2 separate regions of the Ovis aries genome follow, and region 1 is linked to region 2. A link is a contact called in public Hi-C data. All regions are on one chromosome and are shown on one strand. The core of a region is the stretch at or near the end of the contact, and the rest is flanking DNA. Distances in the headings are between cores, read along the strand shown. Region 1 holds the start of NAA40 (N-alpha-acetyltransferase 40, NatD catalytic subunit). Region 2 holds the start of ZFTA (zinc finger translocation associated).

Region 1 (4,277 bases), core at 1,127-3,626, 160 kb before region 2:
GAGAGTGAGTGAAAGTTGCTTAGTCGTGTCTGACGCTTTACAACTCCACGGACTATACAGTCCATGGAATTCTCCAGGCCGGAAGACTGGAGTGGGTAGCCGTTCCCGTCTCCTGGGGATCTTCCCAACCCAGGAGTCAAACCAGGGTCTCCTGCATTGCAGGTGGATTCTTTGCCAGCTGAGCCACCAGGGAAGCCCGAGACAGAGCTCTAAATTCTAATTCCTGAGACACCACCTGTGTGGCAGCAAGGGCGAGAGAACTATGAAGAGAACGGCGCCCCGCCTGAGGCCCCCCTCCCCCTCAGCCAGCAGCCAGACCGCCATATGCAGCAAGGCGCTCTGCTGGAGGGCAATGGCTAGGAACCATGACCCTTCCGACATGAGGTGGGGAGTCCACAGCCCCCCACTCATAAAGAATGAGGATAACAAGAGGGTTCTGGTTCTGCATCAGGGAGGAAAATTCAAATCTCTCTTTTGTAGTGAGCTTTAGGCCGGAAGAGACCAACCAGGTAGGGGCTGTTCTGAGAAACACATCTGTAACGTATGAGTAATAAGATTGGGGCCCTACAGAAAGCAGCAGGATCTCAGGATCTCTGAGGCCGGCTGTTTCAACTCAGCCAATGAGGAAGTGTTGAACCAGAATGGCATGTTATGCTTGCTGCTTTCTGCTCAGTCTGGAACGGCTGATGCTGGGCAGATTCACCAAATAATACCAGGGACACAAGATTTTATTCAGTTTCAACAGAAGATGGGGCCTGGGACCTTTCACTAAAATCTAGGTTAAAGATGCCTAAGGCCTCCAAACTTGATTTTCTACACATGAAGCACAGTGTCCCAAAGTCCTTGCTGAAACACAGTGAATAGGTTTTGACATGGATTACATAAAGTGCTCTGACATGGGTAAGACAACCATTTCTGTCTAACAAGTTGATTTATTCAGTCAATAACTATTTGAGTGGAGAGGATAAAAATCTAGGTCAATAACTGTAGGGACAAACCCAATGGGTTAAAAATAGCACAAATCTATTTTAGAAAACTGAAGGCTGAGAATACAGGGGAAAATAACAGCCCTTATTTAAGAGGCAGCCATGTGATTATTTACATTTACTATCTCATTTAATCCTCACATCTGTCTCAAAGGGAAGGTATCCTCATCACATCCATGAGGAAATTCAAATCCACAAAGGCCAGGTCACTGGCACAACATCATGCTGCCAGTAAAGGAAGATCAGGCTGGAACTGGAGTTTCTCTGGCTCCAAAGTGAAGACTCACTACAGGTGGTGGAAATTTCGTGTAAAAACTAAGATACGTGGTGCCAGGGAGGGCCAGTTACTTATTCAGGAGAGTGACCAGTGCTGCTCTAACTAGGACTTCAGGAAGGTGAACTCACAGAAACACGCGAGTAACTTCTGCCCAACCTTCTATCAGCGCATGCCCGGGAAAGGCATAAAACGCACCTCTAGACTGCCTTCTGCGGAACAGGTGGTCACTATCCATCCGGGGCTGGGGCCATCACCCGGGCCCTTCCACCGCCCCCTGCTCAGCTTCTGCACAGCTTCCCCATGCAAAACCACCTGCGGTGTGAATACCACTAGCAACCCAACTAATAAGACCCACTTGCGTGCATCTGGGAAGCCCCTGAAGGCAAGCCTCTGTCGATAAGGAAAAGAATGTTTCTGGAGCAAGAGGAACCTGGTGGAGACATTCGAAAGATCCTGGGGAAACCAGCTTCGCCGAGTAGCGGGAAGCGCTGAGGCCGGGGATTCGAGAGCCCTGAGTCAGGGTCTGGCCCCCAGTCACTGTCTGTGACCTTGGCTGGGTGCCTCGTTTCCTTTGGGCCTCGGTTCCCTCCGAGCCAGTGCAGGCCTAGGATATGGGAAGCCACGAAGCTAGTGACAGCCGGATGATGGGTGACCCCCGGGGGCGTAGGGGATACCCAGGGACTGCTCGGGGATGGGGGGTGGGCGCCAAGAAGATAACAGATCCTAGAGGAAGGCAGGGGCGGGCGCGACGCGAGAGACGGGGGGCACCGTAGGGGGTGGGGCCCGGAGAGGGGGCTCCCCAGGAGATTTCCAGGGCTGGGCCGGGCGTGGGGACACTTCGACTGAGGTAGTCGAGTCATGTGGGGGCTGGGAGGGGGGGTCACGTGAGGCCAGAGGGGGTCAGGGTCACGTGAGAGGGGGTTCAAGGAACAATGGGGGCGCAGGGGGGTGGCAAGGGGAACGGGGAGCCTTCCCAGCCCTGGCGTCTCCCCCCTCTGCCTCACTCACCCCCATGGCGACAACGGCGGCGGTGGGGCTCAGCTCCTCCTTCCCACACTTGCCGGCTGGGAGGCGGCGGTAGCGGCGACACTGGAGCGGCGGCGGGCCCTTACTGCGCATGCGCCTCGCGAGCTCCCCAGCGCGCCCCGGCGGGAACCGCGCCGGCGCAGAGCCCCGCGAAGGGACGGGCTGGGGTAAGGCGCGCAGGTGGAGAGCCTGGGAGGCGGGCCGAGGGTCTAGCACACCAGAAAGAGGCGGGAGGCTCGGAGCAAGCGTCGCGCTGGGAATGACGTGAGCCCGGGCCCGCCCCCTTCTCTCCAGGCTGTGTCTGTAACCATGGCAACGGCTTCACAGCCCGCGGGGCAGCGCGCTGCTGGACAGCCGGGTGGGTGGCAACGCTGCCCATGCGCTTGCCTGTGCGTTTCCTCCGCCTGACCCGGTCATCCGCTGAGCAGCCACCTTCCCAGCCGACCAAACGCGTCAAGACCTCTGAAATACCTGCCCCTCCTACAACCCGCGGGCATAGGAGAGGTGTTTGGAACATTTCCCACCTTCTAGATCGTGAACTCTTGAAATCCCTTTTCTAAGCAGAGTCATTCATCCATCTAACTTTTTTTTTCTTTTTAATTCATCTGTATATCTATCTTCTAAGCATTCATTCATCCTCCATTCATTCGCTCTCTCAATAAACACTGACTAGGACCATACCGGAGAAGGCAATGGCAACACACTGCAGTATCCTTACCTGGAAAATCCCATGGATGGAGGAGCCTGGTAGATTGCAGTCCATGGGGTCGCAAAGAGACGGACATGACTGAACAACTTCACTTTCACTTTTCATTTTCATGCATTGGAGAAGGAAATGGCAACCCACTCCAGTGTTCTTGCCTGGAGAATCCCAGGGATGGGGGAGCCTGGTGGGCTGCGGTCTATGGGGTCGAACAGAGTCGGACACGACTGAAGCGACTTAGCAGCAGCAGCAGCAGGACCATACCTGAGGGGGGCATGGCTACTCCCTCCAGTATTGCTGCCAGAGAATCTCCATGGACAGAGAACCCTGGCCGGCTATGGTCCATGGGGTCGCGAAGTATTGGACATGACTGAGCGACTAAGCACAGCACAGGGCTATACTTAACGCTATGTGGAGCCCAGGGGATGCAGAAAGAAACAACCTGCCGTCCCAGTCAAGAACTTACACTTCAGAGGGGAGGTGGGCATGTTTACTGGGGAGTGGAAGGTAATGTGAAATTGAGACATCCGGCGTCCTGGACTTCGTTCATTTCAGTCTATCCCAGCAGACCAGTGTGACCCCCGCTTGACCCGCATCACCGTCACCTGGGGAACCTGTGCACTGTGCAGGCCCTGGGGCCTACCCCAGAATCTCCAGGGCTGGAGCCAGAATATTTGCTTCTAAGAGCTCCCCAGATAGGGTCATACTCATGGAAATCAGAAAACCGCCACCCAAGACAAGCCTTATAGGCTTTGTCAGGTCTTACTCCCTGTCCTTCCCTCAGCACAGCACAGGGGTGGCCCCCAAACAGCCACTCAAGCAGCATTTGTTGAGTGCCCATCATGTGCTAGGCACTGTTGCAGGCAGCAAAGAAAACAACAAACAGAAAAGGCACTGCCCTCATAGAAACTGTATTCTAGAAGGAACAGGAAAATTATAAACGAAATGAGTGAACCAGTAACATACATATCATGTTGGATGATACATGTTATATGCAGGAAAACGAAACAGGGAAGACAGATGTGGAAAGTCAAAATTTGTTTTTATTTTGTTTAATATTTATTTATTTGGCTGCATCGGGTTTTAGCTGTGGTACACGGGATCTTTAGTCCTGACTTGCAAGATCTTTAGTTGCAGCATGTGAACGCTTAGTGGGGTCAATTTCGATGACCAGGGGTGGAACCTGAGCCCCCTGCATTGGGAGCACAGAATCTTAGCCAGTGGACCAGCAGAGAAGTCCCCAGGTTTATAGTTTTAACTAAAACGTTCGGAGAAGGCAAACAAG
Region 2 (4,171 bases), core at 1,575-4,074:
ATCTAGGCTGGCTAGCCTTTAGGCACTGGGAACATAGTGCCCAGAGTCCTCAATAATCTTAGAGGGTCATGAGAATGTTTTAACTTATTTAAAAATCAGAAGAAAAAAAGCATTTTAAGGGTCAAAGAAAACGTTATTTTTTCTCACATCAGAAAAAAAAATTGGTTGGGCCCATAAAAATCCACTAAACCATTTAAAAAATTTTCTTTAGAAGATTCCCACGGAGGCAAAGGCTTCCCAGGTGGTGCTAATGGTAGAGAAATCTGCCTGCCAATGTAGAAGACACAAGAGATGCGGGTTCCATCTCTGGGTCAGGAAGATCCCCTGGAGATGGAAATGGCAAACCACTCCAGTATTTTTGCCTGGGAAATTCCATGGACAGAGGAGCCTGGTGGGTTGTAGTCCATGGAGTTGCAAAGAGTCAGACATGACTGAACACACACACACCCTCGGAGACAAAAGTTCCTAGGCCCAACGAGAGTCATAATGTGATCGGGATTGCGTTGTCTTCCTAGAGTAGACTCAGTAGACTGAGAGCTCCTAGGAAGTGGGGAACAGAACGTTCCAGGGCTGTGTTACGTAATTTTAAAACCTCTGTATCCCTAGCCCAGTGCTTGGCACGCAGGACAGACTCAGGCAAAGCTTTCTGAATAAGTGGATAAGCAAATGAACGAATGGCCTTGAGTGAGACTCTATAGACTCTGAGCCTCCATTTCTTCATCGTCTTCGTGGATGGCTGTGAGGATTAAATGTGGGTGGAAGATGGCTTGGAACCATGGACTTGGAGCTGGTCCTGAAGCTATGCTCACAAATGGGAGCAAGGAGAGGAGCCAGAGGTTGTTAAAAATGCCTCTAGGTGGTGTCCATACGTTTTTGTTGATAACAAATAAGATTATCCTATTTATACTCGGAGAAAAAGAACCAGGACATTTACCAAAAGCGTATCATAGTGGTCAGCCTTGAGCATGGGTTATCTTCCTAATTTAAAAAAAAAAAAAAAATACTTGGAGGACTTCCCTCCTGGTCCAGTGGCTCAGACTCTGTGCTCCCAATGCAACGGATGGGGGTTCTATCCCTGGTCGAGGAACTAGATCCCACATGCTGCAACCAAGACCTGGCACAGTCAAATAAATAAAAATATTTACCTTTTAAAAAATATAAAATAAAAACCATACTTAGGAAAAGGTGAAGGCCAGGTCCATGTCTTATTTCACCTTTGTGTCCCTGGCCTGGCAGAGGTAAAGAACGCATGAATGAGGGAATCCCCCATCACATGGCCCCATCTGGCACTGCATTAGCATCAGGGCCCCTGCCCTCGTGTAAGTCAGGGAGCGCAGGAAGGCCAGCAGTGGACAGAATAGCCTGTCTCTCGCAGGTCATCATGGGGACTGAGGAAGAGATGGGACGTCTCCCGCCGTGACAGCCACCTTTTAGACACTACAGAAATTTTAGTTCCCAGCCCTTCTTCACATTCAGAAGACGGGCTTCCAGTGCTGAAAGTAATTTAGAATTTCCCATGGCTCCTCAAGGGGACTGTTTTCTTTTCATAAGCCGTGGGTGCTAAGTCAGTATCAGACTTGTGGGTCTTGCTCCCTGCTGTCTGCCCAGCGCCTAGGGGCACGCTGGCACACAGTAGGTGTGGAGTGAGCAAAGGAATGTGTGTCAAGCGTGACTTTAACGGATTGCTGGGCACATCCCCCCAAAAGAGAATAGAACCCACCTCGAGATAATAAGACCCTGCACGGCCTCCCGCACCCTGTAATTTGGATCTCTAGGAATCGCCTTTGTTGTGGGCGACCAACCACAGGCAAAGAAAGCACCTGCTCCTCCAGCCGGTCCTCGAGGAAGGACCCCGGGCTGCCGAGCCCCTGGCTGCTTTTCAGGGCCCCTTTCCTCCGCTTCCTGGGACCTGGGGGCTCCGAGGCATCCCGGGGCTCGCACGCAGGGTCAGCCCCAGCGCTTCCCAGCCGTGGTGGGGCGCGTCCCCAGGTGCCGACACCTCGCTCGTGGTCAGCGTTCTTTGCCTCCTCGTGCCGGCCAGAGGGTCCAGGGCCGCGTCTGCCACCCCCAGGCCTGCGAGGGTAGGAGCCAGAGACGACCGCGGCGCAACCCCTCTCTTCCCGGCTTCCATCCTGGGGCCCCCAACGCCCAGCGGCGTCGGGCCTCGGCGCGGCCGGCTCTCCTGCGCGCCCCCTCTCTTCGGCCTCGATCTCCGAGGCCGCGGTCCCCGCCCCGGCCAGCTCCGAGGGCGCTTGGCTCGTCCGCCCTCCAGGGCTGAAGCCTGAGCTCTCAGCGCTCCCCGGCGGCTCCCCCGGGAGGGGGCGCGGCCGCCCCCGCGGCTCCACCCTCTCCGCGGGGCCGCGGCCATCTGGGGCCCCTGCCATTCGTGTCCGCTGTGGGGCCCGCGCCGAGCTCGCGCGGGAGGCAGCCCCTGGCAGGGGCCCGGGCCTCCCCACCGGGCGACCCCCTCTGCCAGCGCGGGTGCGGGAAGCCGGCCGCTGACATGCCCCGAGGGGGCAGTGGCTGCGAGCCGAGCCTGGGTGGAAGCGCGTCGCAACGGACGCTGCGCCCCTGGCCACCTCGGTGACCCTCCAGAAGCCGGGACCCGAGCCCCGCAGGCGGCAGCGCGGGCCCGCGAGGACGGCGAGGTCCGTGCTCCTAACGTCCGCGGCGAGCGCCGGATACGGAGCCTCGGTCGGGCTCTTAGCCTCCCGACACTCCCCCCAGCCCCCCGCGAGCTGGCAGGAGGAAATAGCGCGCGGCCCCTTTAAATTTACCCAGGAGCCCTTAAAGGAGCCCCAGGGGCCCCAGACAGGAATCCCCACCCCGGTCCAGCCCGCGCCGCCGAGCGAGCAGCCTGCCGTCCGTGCTGCCGGCCGCCCTGTGCATGCGCCCCGCGCCCCGGGGCCCCGCGCACCGAGCGCCGCGCGCCGGCCGCCGCCGGCCCCGCGGCCCCGCGCCCTGCCGCCCCGGGGCCCCGCGCCGCAGCGCAGCGCATGGAGCCTGGCGGGGACCACCGGAGCCGGAGCGGCGGCGGCGGCGGCGGCGGCCCCGGGCCAGCAGCGGCCTCGGCACGGGGCCGATGGCTGCCGCCCGCCGGATCGAGCGGCAGCGCGGAACCCGAGGAGGACGACGGCGGTAAGAGCTGGCTGGGGCCGGCGGCTCGGGCGGGGGCCCCGGCGTGGGGGAGGGGAGGGCTGCGGCTCCGGGCTCCGGGCCCCTCTTCGCCGCCGAACAAAGCGGGGGACGCGGGCAGGGCGGGCGGGGGCGCCACCTGGCGGGCGCGGATTGTGGCTGCAGCGCCAGCGGCGGAGCCCCCCGCCCAGCTCCCGGGGTTGGCCTGCGGGGCTCGGGCGGATCCCCTCCCCCTTAAAGGGCCCCGCGGCCCCCGCCTCGGAGGCCGAGCTGGAGGGGCCCCAAAGGACCTGGCCTGGCGCCGCGGGGCTCGCGCTCTAGGCTGTTGGGACTTGCGTCCCCCGTCCCTTTCTCTTTCAGACTCCCAGGTGGTCTCCCTTAACCGGCTGTCTCTTAAAAAGTCTGCCCAGACCTTGGGTCCCTTTCCGGGGCTTCCCTCCAGAAGAACTGAGCTGGGGACTCCGCTGCTCTAAGTTGGGCTGTCTTCTCCTCTGGGGCCTCGCCTAGAGAAGGGCACCTTTTTTCTTTTTTCCCTATGTTCTCCCTGGAAGAGAGCATGGGTTGCGCCTCTTGGGGACCTATCAGTACCTTCCCCACGGGCGGGCAGTTTTTAAAGAGATGGGCTCGCCCACAGTGGCATTCACTTCCCTTGTATCCGCGCGTTACCCCTCCCATCTTTTCAGAAATTTTGCCACAATTTGTCAGCTATAGCGGGACCAGCCAGTCCTCCCCGTTTGCTCTCAAAGGAGGCTGTTTCTCTATGCGGGGTCAACGGCTTAAGAGCCCTGAAGCTTTCGTCCAGGCTCTGGAGCTTCACCCCTAATGCCAGAGCTCCCCTCCTAGAAATTCCCCATCCCCTTTTGTTTTTAAAGACTCCCAGCTCCTCCCCTTTTTTCGGCTCTTAAAGGGCCAGTCCACCTTAGACTAACAGATCCGGCGCTGGAAGGATGCTGAGAGACCCGCTAGCTATCCAGTGCCTTGGCAGACAAAGACACTCAGGCCCAGAGAGCGGACATCACCTACCAAAGGTCACAGA

What was found. Hi-C and Micro-C count contacts between places; a contact is called where the count stands out from the background.
Region 1: a Hi-C map of hypothalamus shows a contact between it and region 2, with 3 times the contacts expected there. The contact joins the promoter of NAA40 here to the promoter of ZFTA in region 2. A contact is called at or near these places in 6 of 16 Hi-C or Micro-C datasets (blood, hypothalamus, muscle and 2 more).

Annotation. Positions count from the first base shown.
Region 1 is chr21:38,733,449-38,737,725 of ARS-UI_Ramb_v3.0, reverse strand. It overlaps NAA40 (N-alpha-acetyltransferase 40, NatD catalytic subunit), which reads right to left and starts at 2,376. Exons shown (of 8, transcript XM_042238335.1): 1 at 2,272-2,376. The coding sequence starts at 2,277.
Region 2 is chr21:38,573,205-38,577,375 of ARS-UI_Ramb_v3.0, reverse strand. It overlaps ZFTA (zinc finger translocation associated), which reads left to right and starts at 2,824. Exons shown (of 6, transcript XR_006057539.1): 1 at 2,824-3,138.